Linked DNA regions of Mus musculus: region 1 is linked to region 2. Evidence: chromatin contacts called from public HiChIP or PLAC-seq data. All regions are on one chromosome and are shown on one strand. The core of a region is the stretch at or near the end of the contact, and the rest is flanking DNA. Distances in the headings are between cores, read along the strand shown. Region 1 overlaps Hunk (hormonally upregulated Neu-associated kinase). Region 2 holds the start of Gm36063 (a long non-coding RNA gene).

Region 1 (5,815 bases), core at 2,776-5,275, 220 kb before region 2:
ATGAATCCGGGGATCAAATTTTCCAGTGGTGAGGTCAGACAAGTTGAGAGGAACAAGAGGCGCAGGTGTCCATATGCCTTTGATTTCCTCCTGCCTGTATGAGCAGCGTGACAGCCATTGTCATCCTGGCAGGGCCGGAACTCACAGAGACCCACCTTCCCAGGCCTCCCCAGTGCTGGGCTCAAACCATACCTGGTGAAGTTTTCAAATCAAATTGCAAAGCTCTGAGCTCATATTTTGAGTAGCACAGAGAAAAGTCCCTGAGTTTCTGGGGAGTGCATCCACTCCTGTTAACCTCGAGTCTTAGGGTCTGCTGGGTACCACCAGGGTTTCCAAGTCCTGTGTCCTGGGACAAGAAGCTGGAGAGGGACACATGAATAGTAGGAGCAGCAGAAAAAATTTATTCACAGAGCGCTTCTGAGGAAGGAAGTGGGCAAGAGCAGAGAGCAAAAGTTAAGATATTTGTGGGCCACTTCTGATGGCCTGGAACCTTCATAGATCAATCATACAGAAATCATGGGCCATTTCTACATATGTTCTGTTATGTATCTCTCCGGCATGGGGGCTTCCTGTCAGGTTTTTTTAATATGTATTTTCTTCTCCACGTTTTTGCCCTTATACCTACTTGCTCATGTGGGCTGTCTGGAGCCAGCACAGGCCTCCCTTAGTCAAGAAGGGACTTCGAGACCCAAGGAATGAGGAAATGCTCCTACAGGTGAAGGCTGGCTGCAGTGCGTGTGTGTGTGTGTGTGTGTGTGTGTGTGTGTGTGTGTGTGTGTGTTGGGTGTGGATGGGGTGGGGTGGGGGGATCAGAGCCCCATGTCAGTGAAAGCAACGCCTCAAGCCAACTGCCCTCACGTATCTAGTCTGTCCTCCAGCTGGGATCACCCTACTCCCACGCAGAAGTGGGACTTCTAAGTGCATTCTTTATTCCAGGTTAAAATTTAATTAGAGAAGCTCGTCTGACTCGGTTCTCAGTCGAACATTTACATTTAATAATACCAATAAAGAGAGCTTGTTTTGAAAACACGGCTGCAGGTTTGTGAAGTGTTGTTCCCATAGGATGACATTTTATTCTATTAAAAACGAACATTTGTGAGCAGTAGTTGCAATTTCAAGGCCAATTTGAAGTAATAAAACTCAAATTTCCCTCTGGAGGGGAAGTGCTGTGGCTCTTGCGCTCCTGCCTAATTCATTACTTTATTTCCCCCGCTCAGAAATGAGTTGTTGTCTTGTTCTTTCTCCCTCCTCTTCCCTCCCTTCTCTTCCTCTTTTCTCCTTTCTGATCATATATATTATATATAGAGAGAGTCATTAAAGCAACAGACAAAGAACCAGAGAGCATGCGCAATAATCCAGTCAACAAACACACAGCAGTGGCTTCCTGCCTTTAAAGGGGTCATCACTCAACAACGTATTTATTTAAATATGTGTCTGTGTGCATGTGTGTGTGTGGGGGGGGCGTGTGAGAATGTGTGTGTGTTTGTGTGTGTAAATTGCCAAATGCTAATTCTCTTTTTCTTATGATCAACTATGTATGTGGGACTGAGAGTATATACCCTTGGGCTCATACATGCTAAGTACATACAATACCACAGATTAGTGCCTCTCACCTAAATGCTGTAACAGGAATACCTGGAAAGCATTTTTGACAAACCATTTCCTGCTGTGAACTTCAGTCACAGGAGGGTTTTAGACCTTTTGAGGTTCTTAGCACATTCAGGTGGGTCTTGGGCTAATGGCTGCCCGGGTTTTCTTTGATAGCCACATAGCATGTTCTTCCCATCATCAGCTCGTTCTCTTGCTGTGCGTTTCAAACCTCATGATCCACTCTCCTACGGTTACAGACAACATTAATGTTTTCCTCCTGTTTGGTTAAACACGCCTCCCTTTTCTTATTGGAAATAAACACAAAGTTAATTAAAAATTGCTTTAAGTCATACACTCCCGAGAAAATCAGTGTGAACATTTAGTTCACGTGTGCTGCATACACATAATAGTTATGTGTAGTTACATGTACATGCCTGTATTAGTTACATGTAGTTACATGCACATGCATGTATTATTAGTAACATGTACCTACATGCACATGCATGTATTATTAGTTACATGTAGTTACATGCACATGCATGTGTTATTAGTTACATGGAGTTACATGCACATGCATGTGTTATTAGTTACATGGAGTTACATGCACATGCATGTGTTATTAGTTACATGCAGTTACATGCACATGCACATATTATTAGTTACTTGTAGTTACATGCACATGCATGTTTTAGTTACATGTGCAAGCATGTTGTATCAGTTACATGGAGTTACATGTACACACATGTATTAGTTATGGATACTGCTGACCTTCCTTTCCCCTTTGATTTCAACATTGATATCCACTATTCATACTATTTTGTAAGTACCCTGTATTTTACTGAAAATTTAGTGCTTTGCAACACTGTTAAGTCCTCTTTTAAAGTGTGATGTTTTGTGATACATTTAAATATTTGAAGTTACTGTAGTATTGAAAAGTTGGGATTGCTTCAAGATTTCCCCTGTATAAACAACACTGCTGTGACTGTCCTTGGGACTGTCTCTCTGAGCCATTTCTTAGGAACAATACTTTGAAGGGTTTTGATATATTACCAAATTGCAATTCAGAAGGATTCTGCTTCATGGCAACATTGTATGAAGTTGACTTCTAGAATATGTGTCTTGGTATATTGCTAATGGTTTCTACCACGTTTCTCCCATATGGCAGTTACTGGCTATTTCCATATTAAAGATATTAGCTTTATCTTTATTGTGTTGTAGCTATTATCTTCTACTTAGTCACTTGGCTTTCTTTCTGATTCATTGATGACTTTTTGGCAAAGGTCCATCGAGGTTTTGCTTTGCTTTCTTTAGCCAACCAGTTGATACCTCTCTCTCTCTCTCTCCCTTCCTTCCTCTCTCTCTCTCTCTCTCTCTCTCTCTCTCTCTTTCTTTCTTTCTTTCTTTCTTTCTTTCTTTCTTTCTTTCTTTCCTTCTTTCCTTCCTTCCTTCCTTCCTTCCTTCCTTCCTTCCTTCCTTCCTTCCTTCCTTCCTTCCTTTCTTTTTTGTTTTCCGAGACAGGGTTTCTCTGTATAGCCCTGGCTGTCCTGAAACTCACTTTGTAGACCAGGCTGGCCTCGAACTCAGAAATCCGCCTGCCTCTGCCTCCCAAGTGCTGAGATCAAAGGTGTGCGCCACCACAGCCCGGCGATACTTTTCTTTAGTGTCCCCCTTGTTTTCAAGCTTACATAGAGAGAGAAGGAGTTGTTGGCTTTGCTTTATACATTGTCCGTGACTTGCCAGTTTCTTGTTTCCTGAAGAAGCCTTTTTGCTGGGGTAGGGAGGCACCTTTGACTATATTTTCTCACCTGTGGCATATTGGCGGGCTGCAGGCTTTGGGGGTTCACAGCTTCTGCCTCCCAACTTTCTGCTTCTGTGATTTTGGGTAAGGTATTGAAGCCCTTTTAAACTTCCGTTTCTCCATCTGTAGCACAGTCAAATCTACTTCATGAATATTCAGTGACAACCATGCACATATGTATATGTAAATGGAGTGTGTGTTGCTTAGCTTAGAGTGTGTGTGTGTGTGAAAGAGAGATTGTATGTGTGTGTGAGTGTTGTGTGTGTGTGTGAGAGAGAGCGAGAGAATGTGTGTGTATGAGTGTGTGTGTGTGTGTGTGTGTGTGAGTGAGTGAGTGTGATTGTGTGAGTGAGCATATTGCTTTTGGGAGCACTTAATTAGCTTAAAGCATATTCATCATTGTGTTGGAGAACACATGGCAGTTATTTATGCTTTTCATTTAGATCCTCAGACCTGTTCTTAAACTTAAAGGTATTTAGAGGTCAGATTCCTTGAGCTAGCAAGACAGAGACCGCCCACTAGGTTTATCTGGACGACGGAGTTGACCTCTGAGGATAGAGGCGAGGGGGTGAAGAGGATCATGGGACACCTCTGCAGCAGTTACCCCCCCCCCCCCCCAGGGCAGGAATGCCTCTGGACGTGCAGGGACACACATGTCTGCATTCCTCAGCTTCCACACCCCTCGTATCTGCCTGTGCCATGAGCCTCTTGGCAGCCTCCATTCTCTGCCTGGGGAAGGGGCTTCTCTGTCCCCTGGTTCTTACTTTCTGCTCTTTTTAGGCATCTGGTGTGTTGTGTGTGTGTGGGTAGGTGGTGTCCCTTACCTTTCTAGGATTCATGACACCACACCAGGGATGATCACTGAACCTTCCTGGCCTCACCTCTTAGTCACCTTTATGGCCCTTTTAACGGTAGAGACTTCTTTCCAACAAGTAATTAAGAATGAAATTTATAGAGACTTCTGCCCCAGTGACCAGAGTTTTAGGGTTGGGGCTGCGTCGTCGGATGTGATTTTGATTTGATGGCTCCCACTTTCCTCAACAGGCAGCTGGACATTTCCAGTGTGTGCTGCCTTTAGCTGACCCCTGCTTAGAAGCCCCTGGAGCTCTTGAGACCTCCGCTGACAGCAGGGTCCTGGATAGGAGAATGGGATCTTGTACTGGAGTTTCCTGGAGTTCTGTTTCCAATCCCACAATGCCCTCATCCTCCCCTCCCACAAGGCCATTTTGCTCTTGTACCTCTCTGGCTGCATGTGGCCGCCAGTTGTCCCAGGATGGAGACGGGATATTGTTTCCTGTTGCCTGTGGGACACGAACACGTCTTGAATTAAAGCTAATTTTGGAGTTTGAAGTATTAAATGTCAAATTTGAAAGAGAACATGTCTAAGACTTCTTTGTTGTAAAAAGGAAGGTTATCCAAGGCCTAGGGGAAGGGACGGGAAGAAAGAAGTGGGAAAAAGAAAAGAACTGGTTCCCTCGTCCCTGCACCATGACGCTCTGTCTGCACCCCTGGAAAAGGCACCCTTCTGATGAAGTCTGCTGTTTTAATATTTCTCTACCAAAAAGTCATTTACGATAAGGTAGCCTGAACTCTTTCCCCTTTTTGTTCTGTTTAAAATGACATCAAATCAGTTTGCTATAGTATTACTTAATACATAGAATGTATGGCTATGTATAAAATTAAGTATGGTTAAATAATTTTATTTTATTTATTTTTTAAGTGAAAAACCATTTGGCAGAGAGACTGAAGTGTCAGAGTGGTCAACACTGGGGAACTGTCCCAATTGTAATTGGACGAAAACAAGACACACAGCTATGGTGGTGAACTCCTTTCTGCTTTTGTAGTTGTGAGCATGCATGTGTGTCTCTCTGTGGATGTGTGTATGTGAATGCCTGTGTCTGCAGATGCCAGAAAGCAGCATCGTATCCCCTGGGGCTGACATTACAAGTGGGTGTGAGCTTTCTAGTATGGGTGCTAAGAACCGAACTCAGGTCCTTCCTGTATAAGAGCAGCCAGTGCTCTTCTCTGCTGGGCCATTGTCCTCCCTCCCTCCCTCCCTCCCTCCCTCCCTCCCTCCCTCTCTCCCTCCCTCCCTCCCTCCTTCCCTCCCTCCCTCCTTCCCCCTCTCCCTTCCTCCATCCTTCCCTCTCTCTCTCCCTCCTTCTCTCCCTTCCTTCCTTCTTTCTTTTCCTCCCCCCTCCTTCCAACTCAAACATCTATAGGTACTTTCTACATGTAGAGTTTGTGCTAACCACCTGTGTGGGCTTTTTACAAATTAGAGACAGCTCAGCTGTGTTAGGAACACAGCTTTATCAAACTGTAAGTAAAAACCGGCCAGTGTCAGTCCTGGCCTCTCTCTGCTTTGGCAAAGCCTATTTTGTGGCTTCCTCTAGAATAGGCAGCGAAGGAGGGGGGAGACTCTGGAAG
Region 2 (5,516 bases), core at 456-2,955:
GGGCCCCCGTGTTTTTGTGCCAATGGGATGCTGAGAAATCTGTGCCTTATAAAGATGTTTCTGTGGTCCTTGCCACAAAGAAACTGATTTCTAAGCATCGTTTAAAATAGCTGACAGCCCCTGGTACAGGGTACTCCATCTGAGAGGCACGGTCACAGAGAATGGGACCCAGAGGTTGGAGCTGGGTGGGTCTCTGGCTGTATTTGAAAGGCAGTTGAAGTGTTTACAGTCTTGAGGTAAGATGGCATTTGCAAGAAGCCTCCTTACTTCAAGACAAAGATGCTGAAACCAACACTTGTCCTGAGACACAGGAAGTTCACAAGAAACACATTCCAGTTGCTCCCTTGGGGGGTGGCCGTGGTCCCTCACATTCTCTTCATACTTAATTGGAGAAAATGAGGCGGAGATACAGCTCCGGGGTCTGAATTATGCAATTAAATATGAATCCTTGTTCAGTTCCTCTCCCCGACTCTCAGGCAAAAGCTTCGACAGTCTGTAGGAACAGACTGTTGTCAGGCAATCCTAATGGTCAGGTTGACTGGCGTCGCCTAGGTAACACCTGAGTCTAACACAGTGGAATGCACTGTGACCACCTGTCTTTGGCTCCTGCCATGCCAGCACCTCCTCTTGCAAGGACAGATTTCAGCCCTCAAACCTCCCCTTCCTTAAACTCTTTTTGTTGGTTTTTTTTGTCACAGCGATGAGAAAAGTAGCCATGCCCATGTCCTGTGCCAGTGGAAATGGACTTGGTTTCTGGGCAGAGGAGGTTTAGATACCAAGGGGACAGTGATGTTCCTCCCCCTGGACATTTCCACCACCCCCCCCCCCCCAAATCTTTCTACAGCTTTACAAAAATCCTCACACAAACCAGACCTCCTCTCCTATTAGTCAAGTCCAGGACTGGGTTCTCATAGTAAGTTCCACAGTACACACACACACACACACACACACACACACAGAGAGAGAGAGAGAGAGAGAGAGAGAGAGAGAGAGAGAGAGAGAGAGAGAAATGTGCACATAACCTAATTCCCAGAAGCCGTGAAACAGACCATGTTTGGAAAACTAGGCTTTACTAAACTAAGGCATCTGAGATGATAGGGGTTATTCTAGAGCATCTAGGTGAGCCCTAAACACCAGCATGGTATCCATTTAAGACATTTAATTAAGGAGATTTAGTACAAAGCAAGAGGAAAGGGGGGATGGGAGGGAAGTAGCCACAAATGCCAAGGAGAGCCAGCAGCCGCCAGCAGGTGAGGTACAAGATGCTGATGAGGCTCTGCTTGTATTCCTGGCCTGCAGGCCTCCGGGCATCTAATCATTCTTATCCTATCTGGATTCTGTTCCATGTGACTAGGAGTTAAACTGTACTCCATCCCAACCCTCCACACACAGGCACACAACCTCCTTTGGGAAACACACTGGAACTGTATCCAAACCATCCCAAAAATGTCCTGGGTTGAGCCAATCAATTAAGTTTCAAGATAAGACTTAGACTGTGACAGTCTTCGAGGCAACTGAGAGAAGTTTCGGAGAGGAGGAAAGGCTGGGAGGTGGACTTTGGAGCTTAAACGTCTGGCAAAGGAAACTCAGCAGCAGAGAGCGGACAGCTAGCAAGCATGCGTAACAGGGATGACGACATCGGGGAGTCTCCGCCCCTCTTCTGGACTTCCTGGATGATGGGCACCCTGTAGTGAAAGAGCCAAGACTCGTTTTCTGGAAAGGGATAAATGAACACATTTTTGGCTTCCCAGGCTACAGAGTCTCCACTGTTACTACCTAACTGTGTCTTTGGAACACAAACCCGGCCTTAGACGACACATAAATGAACACGTGTGGCTGCGTTCCAGGAAAACTTAATTTACAAAAGCCGGCAGCGTGCCAGATGTAGCTCTTGGGAGCAGTGTGTTGACCCTTACTTTAGAATAATGCTTCTGGCGTCTCCCTCCTTTATGCTTCCCAAGGGGCCCATTAGGGCTGATGGGTGTGCTCTGCTGGAGAACTCAGGCCATTCTTCTCTGGGTTCTGCCTGCGTGTAGAGAGCCGCACCACACTGAAGTCATGGTGAGGCCAAAAGCTCTTTAGTGCAGTCAGTCACAGGTCTGGGAGCGAGCTTCCTTCAGAGCTGCAGTATCAGCAGGGCCACTCGGCTAAGAGGGTGACGTAACCATGGACAAGTTCGTCAAAATAAAAGAGCTGGGGGTTCCATCTACATGGTCCTTAGTATTCTACTCAGTTACTCTGAGCTCAGGATGGGGGATACAGCATATTGACCTCCTTCCTGGTCCCCCACAATGGTGGAAAGGGGGTGGGGGGATACTGTTCAGTTGAGATGCACTTTTGGTTGGATCCCAGTGTCTGTAATTTGCCACTCTTTTAGGAGGCCTGGGAAATACCAGGCATCAGTCAGGAACATCTCTTCTCTGCCAGATGAAAACACATGATGCCCGTGGGTAAGGCCCACTGCAGCCCATCCAACTACGATGGATTTGGGAAGTACAGTTGGGAAGAGATGCGCTTGGAGAGTCAACCTTGATGACTGTGGACGCTCTCTAGGGAGAGGCAGGGACTAAGTTTACTGTCATCCAGCCTCATTTTCAGAGGCTCACTCTCCCCATACCACAACATTAGATTCTTAGCAATTGCTCATAGTACTTGATGATTGATGCTGCTGCTGCTGTTGCTGCTGCTGCTGTTGCTGTTGCTGCTGCTGTGGTTATGGTGTTGTTGTTGTTGTTGTTGTTGGTGGTGGTGGTGGTGGTGGTGGTGGTGGTGGTGGTGGTGGTGATAATAATAATAATCGCCATCATTATCAACTGCAACAGCACCAGTAACAGCAGTAGTAGACAATGCAACATGCAAAGAAGGCAGCAATCAAAGTCACCTTAATCTTCCCCCGGGGATCATTGTTAGGTTTGGCATGTGTAACAGCTAGTCTTGTCAGCTCGATGGAGACAAACCTGTGGATGTCTGTGAGGGTGTTTTCAGAGCCAGTTCACCGGAAGAAAAACAAAAAACCCCACCCTGGATGAAGATGACATCACTCCACCGACAGGGGTCCTGGACTGCTTGAGAATGCAAAGTAGAGTGCCAGCATCTGGCCCTCTGGTGACACTGTGGATGCTGCCTCCAGCTCCTGCCCCCATGCCTTTCCCATTGTGATGGGCTGAGTCCTCACACTGCCCGCCAAAATAAACCCTCCCCGTTGAAGCTGTTTCTGCCAGGCATTTTGTCACAGCGAAGGGAAAAGGAACGCGCTCAGCACGTAGATGCAACGTGAGATCACAACGTCCACGCTGATTTGGAAGGGGCCTTTTTTGGCATTTAAACGATAACAAATGACATTGCCCGTCCCAGAGCAGAGCCCAGATCCTGATTTTTATTAATGACACACTTCATTTACTTGCTCCTCGATGGTTGGCTGTTGGACTCTTCCTGGGTTTCCCTCCACCCCACCCCACCCCCAGTACAATGCAAACAATACTGCAGCTAGCACTGTAGCTATTCAGGAAAGCACACCCTTAATTATTTACTTTAGCTAAAGTTCAAGAAGACAAGTATGACCGTAAATGGACTGAAAAAAAAAACTTTCAGAAAGTCTCATGTTCCACATCCTCCTATGGGGACCTTGACTTGGAGCCAGTGGATCCAAGTGAGAAGAGCAGCTTTGAGTTGTGCTTAGACAATTCCTGAATCAGCTGCTAGTACAGTCTGAAGACCTCTAAACACCCCAGGAGCCATAGTAACGTGTGATCTTTGCCTGGACCCCATCTGTCCTAGGTTCTGACGATGCTGGATGGAGATATCAACAACACAGAAACAACGGAGGTCTACCTGGATTCTAACCACTTAGAAGATAAGCAGAGAATATTCAAATACTGCTCCCCTGCACTGTGAAAGGTGGGGGGGATCCTGTCTCGCTCCCTCTTTCCTACATGTGTCTAACTCTGTAATTAGATCTTGGTCGAGTTCCCACGTGCTTTCTCTGAAAGGCCTCTCAGCTATTCAGAGTTTGGAGAAACAGGGGCCCGAGGAGAGGGGCTGAACCCTGGCTCAGCCTCCCAGAAAAAAAAAAAAAAAAAAAAAAAAGACTCCATGGTTCCCTACTAGATCCAACTAAGCAGACCAGCAAAAGGCTGGGAGCTCGGCCAGGATGATGGAGGCCCTTCACTCATCCTCCCTGTGACTCTTCAAACCCAAGTAGAAGAAGCTAGTGAAGAGCAGCCACAAAGCAGAGCACAGAGCTCCCTGACAACGGGCCAATTCCTCAATTCACCCCAAGACCCTGCGTAGTCGAAGATGGTCCTACACAGGTTCTCAGCCCCAGTGTTCATCTGGGTCACAGAGAACAGATTTAATCTTTAATCCCAAAGATTCTGAATTCAAACATCTAGGATGGAACCCCCAACTACAGAAAGATTTAAACTAGTTAATTATTGTGTCATCTATTTAGGTGACCGACAGATCACGGTGTAAAAGGATTGTGAACTTTATAAAGAACTGGTCAATCCCGGGCATCGTACCACAAACACTTATCATCTCAGCACCTTAGGGGGTGAAGGCATGAGGTTCACAAGTTCAAAGCCAGACTTGGCTACATATTGAGGTTAAGGCCAGCCTAGACTACATGACACTCTGTTTCAAAAGCCGCGAAGAAAAGAAAAGCCTAATACATCCTGGATAACGAGAGTGAGGATGCATTACATTGGGGTTGTTAGATGTTTGCTGCCAAACCTAATGGCCTGAGTTCGATTCCCAGGACCCACATATGGGAGGTGAGAACTGAGTCTTTTGAAAGTTGTCTTCTCATTTCTACAAATGTACCTGGGCACATTCATATCCCTACACATACAAGCAAACAAATAAACAACTGTATTTCAAAGAGAAATGTAACATACCTTTTACAAGATGGTTGAGCAGCAGGTATTCAAAGGATTATAAGTCAACAATGACTCGTCTAATCCAGAAAATTCTTCAGGACGTGCCCAGAGATTTTTCTCCTAGTGATCCTAGATACGGTCAAGTTGATCACATAAACCCTTATTTTGTACTCACTACAACATTAAAAAAAATCGTTGTTCTATGGGCTGGAGAGATGGTCCAGTGGTTAAGAGTGGTGGCTGCTCTTCCAGAGGTCCTGAGTTCAATTCCCAGCCACACAGTGGCTCACAGCCATCTGTAATGGGATCTGATGCCCTCTTCTGGTGTGTCTGAAGACAGCGTCAATGTATTCAAATATATAAAAATAAGTAAATCTTTAAAAAAACAAACAAACCCCACCCCACACAGGGTGTCAGGCAACTGAAGTATTCAATCTTTAAGTATTTAGTCTATCTCTTTTTGGAGTCTTTTTATTTTGTCTAAGGACAAGTTTTTTATTTTATGGTAAGATCATTGATAACAGAGGTAGAGAGATTTATGGAATCAGAAAACTGATGTTGGGCAAACCGTTGTGACAAGAGGACTTCCTCGTCAGACAGGAGCTAAAATTTGATGAAGGGTTTCTGAATGGTAACACC

The links. HiChIP or PLAC-seq counts read pairs in DNA pulled down with a chosen protein or histone mark.
Region 1: an H3K27ac HiChIP or PLAC-seq map of embryonic stem cells shows a contact between it and region 2, with 4 times the contacts expected there. The contact joins two enhancer-like sites. A contact is called at or near these places in 6 of 115 datasets of contacts at active chromatin or transcription factors (astrocytes, embryonic basal ganglia, embryonic stem cells and 1 more) and 1 of 9 other capture datasets (adipose tissue).

Annotation. Positions count from the first base shown.
Region 1 is chr16:90,401,791-90,407,605 of GRCm38.p6, forward strand. The region is part of intron 1 of Hunk (hormonally upregulated Neu-associated kinase); the gene reads left to right. Among named protein-coding and RNA genes, the nearest start is that of Hunk, 18 kb to the left of the region's middle. Within about 2 kb of position 4,026, at least 33 of the 459 cell types and tissues checked have an H3K27ac peak or open chromatin away from gene starts, as enhancers often do. A contact at or near this core is called in embryonic stem cells, where this site is marked.
Region 2 is chr16:90,622,481-90,627,996 of GRCm38.p6, forward strand. Gm36063 (a long non-coding RNA gene) reads right to left here and starts at 5,090. Exons shown (of 5, transcript XR_876234.2): 1 at 4,896-5,090. Within about 2 kb of position 1,706, at least 71 of the 459 cell types and tissues checked have an H3K27ac peak or open chromatin away from gene starts, as enhancers often do. A contact at or near this core is called in embryonic stem cells, where this site is marked.